Linked DNA regions of Rattus norvegicus: region 2 is linked to region 1. A link is a contact called in public Hi-C data. All regions are on one chromosome and are shown on one strand. The core of a region is the stretch at or near the end of the contact, and the rest is flanking DNA. Distances in the headings are between cores, read along the strand shown.

Region 1 (6,939 bases), core at 2,777-5,276:
TGTTAGTACAACCAACCAATTCCATCTAAGGGTCCAGAAGCGGGATTTAAGATGCTCCTTTCGGTCTACTGGCCAGACCTAACTAGTCAAGCTGGAAGGTAGTGAATATTCCTCTACCTCCTGCAATTGCAAAGCAAAAGTCTTCTACACATGACCCTATCACATCGCCCCCCAGTCTAACTCCAACCCAGCTCCCCTGGATTGCAGAGCACCCCAGAATTCATGCTTATCTGTGCTTCGTCAAGAATTAAGGATCCCTTTTTAAGAACAAGCTCAACTTTATTTTTATATTTTAAATAGTCACTTTATTTCATAACGTAAGAATGTGCGTGCATATACAAATGAGGGAGTGCATACTGAGGCGAGAAGACGGCCCTGGATCCCAGGGGCTGGACTTGCAGATGGTTGGTGTGCTGAAAACCCAACTCCAGTCCTCTGTCACAGTAGTCCTCTCCCCTGACTCCTGAGAGACATTTCTCTAGCCCCCATTTCCATTTTAGTGTGTGTGTGTGTGTGTGTGTGTGTGTGTGTGTGTGTGTGTGTTTACAGGTATGTGGTTTTGAACATATTCGTACTACTCATAGTGTGGAGGTCAGAGGACAACCTCAGGTGTCAGTCCTGACTTTCATTCCTGTCTCTTTTATTCACTGCCACTTTCCAGGCTTGCTGTATCACAAGCTCCTAGTAATTCTTCTGCTTCTGCTTCTCTCTCTCTCTCTCCCTCTCTCCCTCCCTCTCTCTCTCTCTCTCTCTCTCTCTCTCTCTCTCTCTCTCTCTCTCTCTCTCTCTGCTGGATGCATGCTAGTATCACAAATATGCACTACTGAATCTGTTGTCTCTAGGGTTCTAAACTCCAATTTTTACACTCATACGTCAAACATCTTACACAGTGATTTCCCCCCCCCCAAAAAAATTCACGAAAGATTTCAATTATAAAATATATTTTAGTTACCATGACTCAAGCATGCAGTTTTTGTACCCTAAGACAACTCTAAGGCATGGAAGTTCTTCGAATATAAAGTCAATGCCATGTGTTGCTATATAAGGTCACATGGCTGCCGTATTTATCAGAGCAGATAACCTGCCATTTCTGACTAGATAGACATAAGATTTATTATAAAATATAAACTTTAAAACTGTATGGATTTTTCCATTGTTATTAGCGGAATAGTTGGCATAGTCATGGTTGCTGTGCAGCCACCTCAGTGTATCCACTTCAGCAATACACTAATTCTCTGCCAAAGTTGCAAGAAATTCTCATTTGTCAGTTGGAGATTTGGGTATATGCTGTATTAGGATGTGTTATATCTCAACAACCATCCCCAAAGCTCTCTTTAGATAAAATGAACATTGACTTTTACTCATAATTGTTAGTGATATGCTTAATCTTTAAGTTCTTTGTACTGATTCTGAGTTTCTCAAAGTACCCCATTTGTCCTCTTTTGGTTTAGACACTTTAGATGATGTTTCATTGTCAGTCTCTGAAACTCAAAGACTAGTCCCATTTCAGTCTAATGGTATAGCTTCTGTAGCAAGCTGGATGTTAATAATGACAATGACAAAGAATGAAGGAATAGGATTTGACATTGTTTTCCTCGTGTCTACCATATACGACGTTATCATGGGTAACATATTCATTCATTGCAATACAGCACCAAGATCCCCCCCCATTATGCTGATGAAGACATTGGAATCCAGGGACACTGATCCATGCACTGCCCTGGTGACAGAATCAGAATTCAAAGCCAGATCCCAAAACAAAGAGCTATGTGCTCTCTTCTACACATCAGGCCTAGGTTGTTTTTCCAATAAGCACAAACTATGATCCAGGCATGATGGGAGTGTGGAGAGTGCCATTAAACTCTCAACTGCAGTGGGAGAAAACCCTCTCACCCCACTCTGCCTCAACTGCAATAGTATTCCAAGGGCAGCTTATTTTACATAGCAACAAACCTGGCGGAAGAAATATTTCCGCCAAACTGCCAGGTGACCTAGAACAATTCTCAGCTGACCATTTCCTTACAATACAGCAATTCACATGTTTTCCTTTGCAAGGGCCACCCATGATACCCAGCTCTGGCCCTACTTTCCTTGTGAGACAGCACCTGTCTGTGACTGGGACTGCTTCTCACACAGGTGGCTTTTTAATTTTTCATCTGTGCCGTAGAGTGCAAACAGCTAAACTTGTACTTCGTTGGCTAACTGGGGGAGGTATTTCTTGATGGGTATTTCTCACTGCTACAAAAACCTGGGATGGGAGTAGGACCCTGCCAGAATAAATCTCTTGTACTCCTTTGCCTCTACTTTGAGAGTTTGAGGGATTAAGGACTAGCAATAACAGTAGTTCTTTTATTACCCAAGACTCACCCTGTCTTCCTCGCCATTCATAATGTCCGTGTTAGGAATCCACGCTGATGACTACATCTGTTGCGTTATTTAAAGTAGATCTTTAAGTCAAAATGAGAATGTGGTGCAGCTTCATTTTAAGTTTGCTTAATGTTTCCAGCCATATTTTAGAAATAAGTCAAAATACTTTCTTCTTAAGTGCATTTTTCTTTTGGTTCGAAACCTATGTGTATTTTAAAGTCATTCAATCTGCACATTTCTAACTCCTCAGGTCTTGAGCCATCGCTGTGTTATTTTATATAAGAGGCACTTAATGTCTCAAGAAGGTTTTTTTTTTCTTTTCCTCGGGACCATAAGTTTCATTTTGTCAAGAGCGAACAAGCTTGTGATGGACCACAATCACGGCCTGTTCACGTCCAAAAGCTGGAATTTCAGAGAGGTTGGGACTTGGCGCGGCACATTTTCCCATCCGCAGCTCAATCCTCTCCATTCCCTCCCAGCTTAGGCAGAAACACATGGAAAGGATATCCACGCAGCCCTTCTCGGTGACATCTGCATCTGGAGGGGTGTCCTGGCATTCGGCAACACAGCTCTCTGTCCCCCAGGGAAAGGGAAGGCTGAAAACCCCAAATAATAAGAATAATCTATTGCAGATTTCAGGTTACCAAAAAGTTGGAGAAAAGAATCACAGCCAAACACTTAGCATCATTGCATGTCAAAGAAAGGCTACTGTAATCCCCCCTTGGGCATGTATTTTTCATATTATTATGCATAATTATGCATATAAATTTCAATATATTTCCATATTATATTCAAAACTCTCCAATTGTGAATACAGAGAATAAAACAATTGATGGCATTTGTTGCATTTGGAGTTAAATCCCAGTCACTGGAAGCACTGGGCCAGCAGTGGGCGCCTCAAGCAGCCGAAAAGGCTCCCTTGAACATTCTTCTGGATTTAAGAACAATTTTTCTAATAAAGTCAATCTGGGATTAAAGAGGCAAAAGGAGGTGCTGACAAAGGAACCAGAAATGATGGTTAAGAAGTTTGGATTCCAGCTTTGCTCCGTTTCTTCCTTTGTTGCCTTGGGCAAGTGACTTCACAATTGAGTCTTTCCTCATCCCCAAAACTGGGGACACTTACACTTTGTTCTTTTCAGTTTTTTCCCCCAGATTTAATATTTCATGTTTCTGAGACATCAACCTGAACTGTGCCCAAAATAATGAGGTTTTCTGATTTTCTGGTGTTTTTAAAAATCAAAGAAAGAGGGTAGGGGAGAGGGAAAGAGGAGAAGTTGGAGAGCAAGAGCAAGAGAGCGAGAGAGCGAGAGAGAGAATTGACTCTTTTTGGAAAAAAAAAACAAATAGAATATTTGGTGTAACCTTTGCTGTGGGAACCTGAAAGAGTGGTAGGAGTTTAACTTGGGACAGGTCTGGTGACCCAGGTCTCTCTCTACAGGACCCTGAGGGGTTTCAAAATAGCCCCAAAGCAACATGCATCTGGATCACAGCAAGCAACAAAATGACAGGAGTCTTTCTGGGCTCTTTCTTAGGTTCTGAATTCTCCTTTAGAAATGTATGTTATGAATTATGATGACTACGCTACAGCCAAGTATTCACCAGGCTCCGGCTAGATCTTTGTTTAGCGAGCGTAAGCTCCCTGCCAGCTGCAAACTGCAGCTGTCTGTCAGCATTTGTAAGGACAAACTATGCTGCTATCCCTGATCACTTAGCGGTAGACTACACACTGTGTCCTCAGATATGCCCGACGCACCCTTCGCATGCATTTTCAATACACTTCCTGTGGGGGTGGGCAACAGTGCTTTGCACGCACATTTTGGAGCAAATAGCTTGACGCTTATGTCAAAATAATTCTTCAAATAATAGAGGGTTCTGTCCCCCCAAACACTTCTTTCTGAGAGGCTGTGTCTGGCCTGACATTTTCCCATCCCTGATATCACCAAGCAGACACGGGAGGTTGCCACGCTTACAGTCATTGCACAGGCAGGACGAGCCAGCCAAGAGAGCAAACCCAGGCCAGGCGCCGGTCTCAGCGCTCGGGAATGTGGGGGTGAGAAGGCCACCTGGAAGGGTGAAGGAGGCAGGGCAGAGCGGCCATTGCCCTACAACATGGTCTGGAGCTGCAGGCAAGACATAAAGAATTCTTATCTCAGCCCAGATCCCATCCAGAATGTGCAAACTGGGCCCGGGAACTCGGTGGCTTTCCAAGAAGGGGCTTTTTGAAAGATGGTTTTAGACTAGAATTTGTTGGTCGTCTAGGGGTGTGTGTGTTTTCTATAATCTCTAGGCACATTTGGCTAGGAGAAAAGCTGGCGGCAGCCGACCAGATTAATTAAAGTGTTTGCAGGGTTAGTGAAAGTCTATGCTGTTTTCATCATCGGAGTTAAGTCATACAGGGACAGCAATTTGGAAAATACTCTGAGAATTATCCTAGAAACTTAGGAATGGCCGGCTTGGTTTTCCCCAGCCGTTGCTTACCTGGTAAAACTGATACTGAAAGGTCTTTGGGTTGGGGTCACTCTTTTATACTCCGCAGAGACATGCTGGCATCAGACCCTGCTTATGGATAAGTCATTTGGGGATTTTTTTTAAATGATTCTATGTTCTAGTAAAGGAAAAAAAAAGATGGAATTTTCCCCATTCACAGGGGTATTATGAGAACTGAGTTTTGCTACAGAACAGTATTGTTTCCACAAGAAATGTTCTCTCCTGGGGGAAGAGGTACAATGCAAATTCAAGTTCACAGCAAAACTGTACAACATGTAGCACATGTCCAAAGATGGCCTAAATCACTAAGTAAAGAAAATAGCCTAAAGTTTGGGAAAAGACTCACACACATATTCCTCCCCCTCCTCTCTCTCTCTCTCTCTCTCTCTCTCTCTCTCTCTCTCTCTCTCTCTCTCTGTGTGTGTGTGTGTGTGTGTGTGTGCACGCACGCGCGCGCGAGAGCGCATGCACATACTCGCACTTGAGTGTTTAGGGCTATGTGTGTTTATCAGCAGGGGAGCAGAGACCTCCAAACATAAACACGTTCTTTCCCACAAGTTTAACATATACACAATGCTTGGAATAGTTTCTTTCAGTAGGAGAGACCGTGAGAGCCACAGAGCAGTAAATAACAGCAAAGCACTCTTAGTCCTATGATTGTTCCCTATTCACGGGGATTGTAAAATGAAAACAAAGACTGCAAGGAATCAATATTTTCAAAACGAATAGCAACTTGCAATGCATGAGTGTTTGGATTACTAAGTGCCTTCACTTCTCTGTGCTGTGTCTGCTGCCTCGCTTGTCGGGAAAGCCTTTTGCTGGATGTGCTTCATACGATGAGCTTGGGTTTTGTAATAAACAGAGAGGAAGGCTGCAATAATGTATTTTGGTTAGAAAGAGGCACTTGAAAGAAATTGGTTTTGCTATACACATGATGTGAGCCAATCAATAGTGGTTTAGTCTGACAAGCACTGTCAATATCCCCTGTCACAGTTCAGAAAGTCTTTAACAGATAGTGCTTCGGAACACAATCGTTTTAACACATGCTCGACGTCTTGAAAATCCAGTCTACCTGGCAGATATTAATCACAGGTAACTCTGGGAGTTGCATGCAAGATGTTTCTTTAATTGGGTGGTAAAGGACAGTTTGTTTTAAAGGTATACAAACAAATACTCCTGTACATAAAAATACATGGGCGTATACATAGATAAATGTGTACATAAAGATGTAGCAGCCAAGAGTAAGTTCTAATGATATTAGATAGATAGTGAATGCTTAGTAACTGCTGATATTTGGTGCTTGGCTGAAGGATGAAGAGGGGGAGTTTTACCCCTGTTGGGCTTAATGCTGATTATGGGCACAGGGCTGACTGCTTTGGACAATCGTTAAGAGTAACGATTGCTAGCCTAGATGGAATGCTTAACACACACTTCCTGTTCTGATTTCTACTTCTCATGGAGCAGGACATTTCCCCTGCACAGCAGTCTGTTGTAGATATTATTAATCTCATTTAACAAAGAAAGACATGGAGATGCAGAACTCTTGCAGGGTTTAAATAAATACGCCATGTTACATGACCTGTCGAAATGTTACAGTATTCTAAAGAGAGAGAAAGGGTCACAATTGGTTGTTGTTGTTTAAAGAAAGAATGTCAACAATTGGGAAAAAAGCTATTACAGTTCTTACATTCTTTCCCATTAAGTGCTTTCTGTAACTCAAAAACTCCTCCCGCAAAGCGATCATGGATAAAGTAAATCACATCTCTGTGATTGGACAGAGAGAAAAGCGAGATATCCTGACAAGAGTTAGAGAAGAATGTTGAGGTTGCAAAGGGGATGTGTTTCCCAACACTGTTGGTTAAGTGTGTAAATATGTCAGTCTTGGGAAAACCATGTGTAACATGTAGACTAGAGCTGAGAAATCAGGTGAGATTGATGGCTACTCTTGCTGTAAAGGAACCCCGGTCTTCATCTACATCTCCTTCATGGTATTCAGTATTTTCTTGCCCCATACAGCTGCTGGGCAAATAGTTAAGTGATTCTCTTATGAGTGTGGAGCCTTTCTGCTACACGCTGCTTCCATTG
Region 2 (6,939 bases), core at 1,942-4,441, 1.0 Mb after region 1:
TGTCCTTTCTTAAAAAAAAAAACTGTTTAACATGGGGGGGGGCACTTCATGACACAAAGCTTTTGTTATCCAGATGAGCAGCACTATGCTTTAGATACTTGTGAGGGGGGAAGCCCCACAACAGACATTGATTTTAGAAAATCAATAACTAACATTTAATAAAGGGAACAGAGGAAACACGAGAGAGGAGAGGGGAACATTGGATGTAATTTTAGTGTCTACTAAATTACCCAGAGATGGAGAAGGGGAGGTCTCCTGTGTAAGAACCACCTTAAATAATGCCAGGCAGCAATGAAGAAAAAATTAAATTAAAAGAGAGAGAGACACACACACACACATACTTAAAAAGAGGCAGCCTGAACCGAATCTTGGGGACCAGCTTGGAATATATTATTGTCCTTGTTTTTTGTAATACTAAGCCAAGCAAACAGATCAAAGACAGCACAAAGAGGAAAGGCAGGGTAACATAACGAACAGTTTTTGACTAAAATTCCTCTATCACTCACCCATATGGCTCCGCACCTCCACCACAACAAGCAAAAGACACACACACACACACACACACACACACACACACACACACACACACACACGATAAGAGACAGGAGAGGAGGGGGGGGAGATTATTTGTCTCTAAACAGAATCATTTAGTCTTTGTGTTTTACTCCCTCCAGGACCCCAAACTCCCACACTGCACTCCCCCCCCCCCCAACCCTTTGCAAGCGGTGCAGCATTGAGGCAAGCTAGGGGGAGCGCACAATTGTCTTCTCTGGTGGAAAGTTGTTCCAAGTGGATCTGAACAGTACTCTCCAGGCGCGGGCTTGGGGAGCGATCCCCGGGTGTGTGCTACCACCCTAGTGCCCAGCTCAGAAGCGTCTAGACCGCCCGTGCCCAGTGAGCGGGCTGAGAGCGAAAGGAGAGTGAAGTTTCCTTTCCGATTCTGGGCTGGCGCGGCTGGATCGCTTGTTTGTTTTGAGGGGCTGCCCCCCCCGTTTCTTTTCATTTTTTTTCCTTTTAAAACTCAGTATCCTCCGTCAGCACCCACCCCCTGCACCCTCTGTCGTCCCCCAACTCTCTCCCCTCCCCCAAGCGTCTTCCGCGCACTTGCCAATCACTTTTCTCTTTTATTCCCACGATTTTGTTTGAGGGTAATACCTAGGGGGTCTCTCTCTCTCTCTCTCTCTCTCTCTCTCTCTCTCTCTCTCTCTCTCACACACACACACACACACACACACACACACACACACACACACACACTTTTACACAGTCCCTTTCCAAAATGGACCTAAACTCTCGCAATACACACCCCTTTAATCTGCCACCTCTGGTCTGCGTGTTCCCTCTCACCCCCATCTCTTTCCTCCTTCCTGACTCAGCCTGGAATAACGGGCTCCTCCCGGGTTCCTCCCGGCCGTAGAGGAGCAACTACCGGGAAAAGTCTCTGTTCGCCCCACTCTCTGGCCCGGAGCGGGGCCGGAGCCTGCTGCAGAGAAGCCGGGTCCCCAGCCCGCAGCTCCCGGCCAGTCCCTCCTACTCCCCGGTTCCCCGCGTCTGGCCAGGGCCCGCTGCCCGCGGACCGTTACTTGGCGCACAGAGAGGCGGCCCGGCGACTCCAGCAAGAAACTTTGAGGCTGGCGGAGAAGCAGCCTCGGGTCCCCTCCCATGCTCTCGCCGCCCTCCTGCCACCCTCGCTAGCCCGCGCCCCGAGGTCCAGCGCGCCCGAGCGCCGGAGCCCCCGCCCTGCCCTCGCCGGCCGCTCCAACCGCGGGGCCGGCGACCTGCGGGCCGGGAAGCAGAGCGGGCGGAGGCAGCGGGGGTGCCGGGGCCGCGGAGTGGGGCGCAGGTCCGATCGGTAGCGCTCGGAGCCCCCCCTCCCGGCGCCCGGCGCTCACTTGGCCCCGCACTTGCTTAACTCCCCCCCGGTACAGCGGCCGCGCGTGGGGCTCCGGCGCTGGCCGCCGAGGGAGGCTCGCCCGCGAGCCCCAGGCGCCGCCACAGGCTTCCTTCTCCCTGTCCCCCCCTTTCCCCTGGTCTCGGGCCGCCGAGTGGCCCGGAAAAGTTTGGTTCGGGCCTCTTCTTACCGTTTTTCCTCCTGGGATTGGCTTGTTTGCGCCTCTTGCACCGGGGGCCATCCGCCATGATCGGCTGCTTCATTGATAAGAGCGGATCAGATGGCAGTTCGCATGGACTCGGCGCCCTGCTTCGGCAGCACGCAGGCTCGATCTAGCAACCAAACACAGCGACAATGTGGGCATCGTCCGCGCCCATTGAAACGCGCGCGGGCCGCCCAGGGGATCCGGGCCAGGGCCCGGGTGAGCACCCATCCGCGCCCCCAGCGCCAAAGCGAAACTTCGGCGGCCCCCTCCCCGCCCCCCACCCCCAGCCTTGGCCCCGAGGCGCTTTGTGTTGTTACTGTTTGGTGTGTTGCACTCGCGAGGGGATCAGAGACAAGAATTACATCTTCAAAATGAGTCATAACTCCTGACCGTATGAGGGAATGCACACAGCGGTACAGTAAGACTGCTTGACTCAAGGCTAGGCGGACCCCTTCCTCCGAAAAGTCCTCAGCCGGGCTCGGGAACTTGGAGAGGGGGTCTTTCGCTCTCATCTTTTCTCATCCCTCCTCCGACCCCCCATTCCCAAGAGGGAAAAAAAGTAACAAACAACGCAAAACAGCCCTTGGATGAAGCACACTCGGGTAAATTGATAATAGTAATTACAGGAAGCCCACTCGCCCCGCGACCCCTCCCCTCCCCTTTGGAGTTTATCGAGGCACTGTCTCTTTCCCTACACCCTCCGCCCCCAAATTAAGATTTCCCATTTTACCCGGCAAAAGAAATATAATTATAAGCCTCTCTGGACATTGTTCCTCCCCCAACCTCACCACTTGGACAATATTTACTTAAGCCCCCCCCCCCCCAAACACACACACACACGTTTCCCCACACTGATTTCCTTAAATTCTTCCAGTAGATTTTTTTTTCCCTCTCAAGAAAGGAAAGAGAAAGTCCGTGACCACTATTTAAGTTGTTCTAAAGGATCTTGTCCTCTCTGGCTTCGAAACTTTTGTACCTAAAAATCGAGGGAGGCGCTGCATTCTTTGAGCTCAAACTGTCAAAACTTGGAGAAGGGGAACCTCGGAGGCAGGCCGGAGAAGAGGAGAGCCCTGAAACTCCGCGGGGTGGGAAGATGCTGTGCCTCGAGGATTAGTTTAAACAGCGGGCTATAAAAGATGTAACAGATGCAAACTGTAACACAAGGGCCATTAACCCTTTCTCTGCCGCCCAGCACGCCCAGTCCCTACACCCTGCACCTATTGTCTCCGGTGCCACAAGCTTTGCGGAAAACCTGGAAAGTGAGTATCAGTTTCCGCACATTTGCTGAGCGGGGGTGAAGGGGGGCAGAGAGAAGGGGAAGTGGGTGTTGTAGAAAGCACTTTAAATTTACCTAGGCATACAGGGTAGATTTCAAGTTTGACACATTTAAAAAGAAATCATTTCTTGTCTGTCCTATTAATTCGAATTTTTTTTTTTGCGGGGGGGGGATCCTGGAATAAAGAAATGGTCACACAAGTCTGTGGGATGAAACAGCTGGCCTGTCTGATTTCTGCTGAGACTTACACGCCACTGCATATAAAATATATATTTAATAAAATAAGTTGCTAGCTTTATGAGCCAGTATGTGTGTGAGGGAAAGACATGGCATTTATGCTGTAAACTTTATTTGTGAATGTTAGTCTTAATTTCTGGAACAAGCACTCTTGCCCTCCTCGTTAGAGGGGTAGCATGGGAAACACGTAAGTAGGTGGGAGATAAACACATTTATGTTAGCTGAGCTCACCACTATGTCTGTGACTCCTGAACTCCAACTTTTCAGTCTCAAAGTCTGGAAGGGTGTGTGTGTGAGTGTGTGTGTGTGTGTGAGAGAGAGAGAGAGAGAGAGAGAGAGAGAGAGAGAGAGAGAGAGAGAGAGAGAGAGAGAGAGAGGTTCCATAAAAAAAATCCATGTGTATATTACTTGGTCATTTAAAATATAATTTCAAAAGTTACCCTAATTTTAACCCTATTATCCTGACAGCAGTTTTCTTCCCAGCTGTAGTGGACCCCCCCCCCAATTCACTTTGGTAAACGACTCAAGTTCCAAGAGAACTTTCACTTCTTTATTTATAATCACAGAAGTGAGGTGTTACTTCACACACACACACACACACACACACACACACACACACACACAAAGAATGAAATAAAGAAATGAAACTCGCTAGGCAGACAAAAACAGTCAAGTTTCTGCTTAGAAAACAGCCTTCTCCGGTGGGAAAGATTAGACTACCATGTCTAAGAGAAGGACTTGCTCCCGAATTTGGTAGGTCTTTCTCGAATAAGTTTTATAATTATTAACAGGTATTTGCCAAGTTTTAATTGCTGGATATAATGAATTGGAAGTCGGTGTGAGAACAAAGCAGAAGCTCTCCACTTGATGAGTTTTTTTACCCCAGCCATACAGTTCTCAGCAAAACTTTTCCTAGACTATGTAGCAAAAAACACCTTTGGTTACCTGAATGGACAGGTACAGAGCAAATTACTGGGGGAGGTGGGGAAAGGGAGAGGGAAGGAAAGAGAGACTAAAGGAAAGCAAGAGAAAGCAAAGAAGCCACTCTTGGGAAAAGTCTGCCACCGAGGAGCTAAAACCACCTGAAATTCCTGTCCACAGACACCCGGCTCTCTTCAGACTAACATCCCCACTCGAAATGAGAAAATTAGAGAGGGAGGATGGGGGACAAGCACACCAAAAAAGGATAAAAAGAGGAGGAAAAGAAGGGGGGGGGGGACCTACCTGCGAAGTCTTGTTTGTAGTTTTGGCCAGAAATGGTGAGAAGAAAAAGCATGAAGAAGCCGCGAAGTGTGGGGGAGAAAAAGGTGGAGGCGAAGAAACAGCTCCCGGAGCAAACTGAACAAAACCTCGCCAAGAGTGTCGGGAGGCAGGACCGTTATTCCTGCCGAGCAGGTTAGAACTGATCTCTTTTCGGCCACTCCAGGAAACACAAACCTGGGGACGGACTGACGTGTTACGCCTCTTCTAATGACATTTTTTTCTTTTTCTTTTCTGTAGGGGAGAGAAGAGAGACCCTGAAACACGCGCCACCTATCTTTGTGGGGAGGGATAATTGAAGCGCCCTGAGCGTGAGCATCATGTGAAAACGTGATCGCCAAGTTTCTCTCTGGGAAAGGATCTGGGATAGATTATACCTTGAAGTCTCCGCAAACGCTTTAGTGGAAGAAATGAAATTCCACCTCCCTCCCTTCCTCTCTCCCTCCCTCCCTCCCTTCTCCACGCCCCCCCAACCCCCCCCCCCCGTCAAGTCTTTGGCATCATTATCCTCATCACTAAATCCTTCAGAGTACTGGGCGGAAAACGGTGCACACCATTCACAGAACTGGAGAACTCCGAGGGGCGAAAGTTAAAGGGAAAGATCTTGGATCTTCCATGCAGATCTCTTTTCTTACACAGATATCTCTGGTGACTAGGCTTGAGGTGCTCATCAAGTTGTATGGATATCTCAAGCACCGTTTTTTTTTTTGGGAACTAAATTCTTGCCCTTCTATTATTATTATTATTATTATTATTATTATTATTATTATTATTATTATTATTATTATTTTAAAGATGCCAGAGCTAGGGGAGGAAAATAGTACTTATGCACTGCAACTTAGGATCTCTCTCTCTCTCTCTCTCTCTCTCTCTGTGTGTGTGTGTGTGTGTGCGCGCGCGCGCGAGCGTGTGGAGAGGGGGGGCTTCTGGATTGGATCCCTATATTAAAAGTACTTTGGCATTTTAATAAAGGGTCTCTAGATTAACACAGAAGTTCACTATGTTGGCTAACCTTTGGATCTCTCTACATGTCATGCAGACCACACTACTAAGTCAGGGGTTGGGGACAGGAGGAGGAAGGAGAAAGGCTAGAGGAGCTTAGGACTAAAGAAAGAAGATGGTGACATTAAACTGTGTGGGGTCTAAGTTTTGAAGTGCATATTTTTTGATATTGCAATTAAAGTAAAATTAAAAAGAAAAGACTCCACCTTTGCTCTGAAGGGATTGGTTATGCAAATATGGAAGGGATTTCCTGGAGAATACAGCTTTCTACTGTATGGTTAATTAAATAATCACTCAAAAGCTTCCAACGTGACGCTTCTGTCGTAATCCAATCAGGTTACATAGGTCCTAAACAAGAAAGATATTTTCCACATCTGGAAGTCAGCAATTTAGCAAGTATTGCACATTATTAACCAATTCAGAGCCCACTTCCCAGGGGAATTTTTTTTTGAAGTTTAAGTGTTCTTAACCAATGCTCTGCTGTTTTGTTAATCAAAAAGCTGGTTTACACTGCACATAATTGGAGCTAATATAGAAGTAAATAAAGACAGCCAAATTTGAGGATGCTCTGTCTTTCTAGGGGAAGGAAGAAACTGTTTTGCCTCAACAGTTAAGGCTTAATTTCTTAACATACTAGGAGACCCTCCCCCAATTATTTGAAATAGTGAAAGTATTTAAGAACCTGAGAGCACAGATAAATGCCCAGTCCCACAGCCTGCAGACTCCCGTGTAAGGGAAAAGGTGGAATGTTTGGATAGGGCCAAACAGCTGCCTCATATCAGCTTTTCTGCTTTAATACTGTCACATATGTCCTAGTCCCCTGTTTTCAGTCCGAAGAAACCTGAAACAAATAATACCCTGATCCAACACTAGACTTTTACTCATATTAAGATAAACTGCTTTGAACTGTGCTTTGAATGTGTGCCTACAGCAAGACTTTGAATGCAAGAGTCACTGGCGATTGCACTCAAAGGAGGGGAAAGCCACCACAGGGGCTGCCACATCCACCCTCCCAGAGCTACAGGGCTTTGTATTTTGCATGTTTATTTTTCAGTGGTGGTGGTGGGG

What was found. A called contact is a pair of places that touch in the nucleus more often than the background predicts.
Region 2: a Hi-C map of the A7r5 cell line shows a contact between it and region 1, with 12 times the contacts expected there. The contact joins the promoter of Zeb2-as1 here to the enhancer-like site in region 1. A contact is called at or near these places in 3 of 12 Hi-C or Micro-C datasets (the A7r5 cell line, Schwann cells and psoas muscle) and 1 of 1 datasets of contacts at active chromatin or transcription factors (oligodendrocytes).

What each region holds. Positions count from the first base shown.
Region 1 is chr3:48,737,540-48,744,478 of GRCr8, forward strand. The region is part of intron 8 of Arhgap15 (Rho GTPase activating protein 15); the gene reads left to right. Among named protein-coding and RNA genes, the nearest start is that of Arhgap15, 340 kb to the left of the region's middle. Within about 2 kb of position 4,027, at least 29 of the 93 cell types and tissues checked have an H3K27ac peak or open chromatin away from gene starts, as enhancers often do. A contact at or near this core is called in the A7r5 cell line and Schwann cells, where this site is marked.
Region 2 is chr3:49,749,311-49,756,249 of GRCr8, forward strand. Zeb2-as1 (ZEB2 antisense RNA 1) reads left to right here and starts at 3,192. Exons shown (of 3, transcript NR_132636.2): 1 at 3,192-3,355; 2 at 4,854-5,004; 3 at 5,110-6,069. It overlaps Zeb2 (zinc finger E-box binding homeobox 2), which reads right to left and starts at 5,013. Exons shown (of 10, transcript NM_001033701.2): 1 at 4,834-5,013; 2 at 2,082-2,223. The coding sequence starts at 2,154.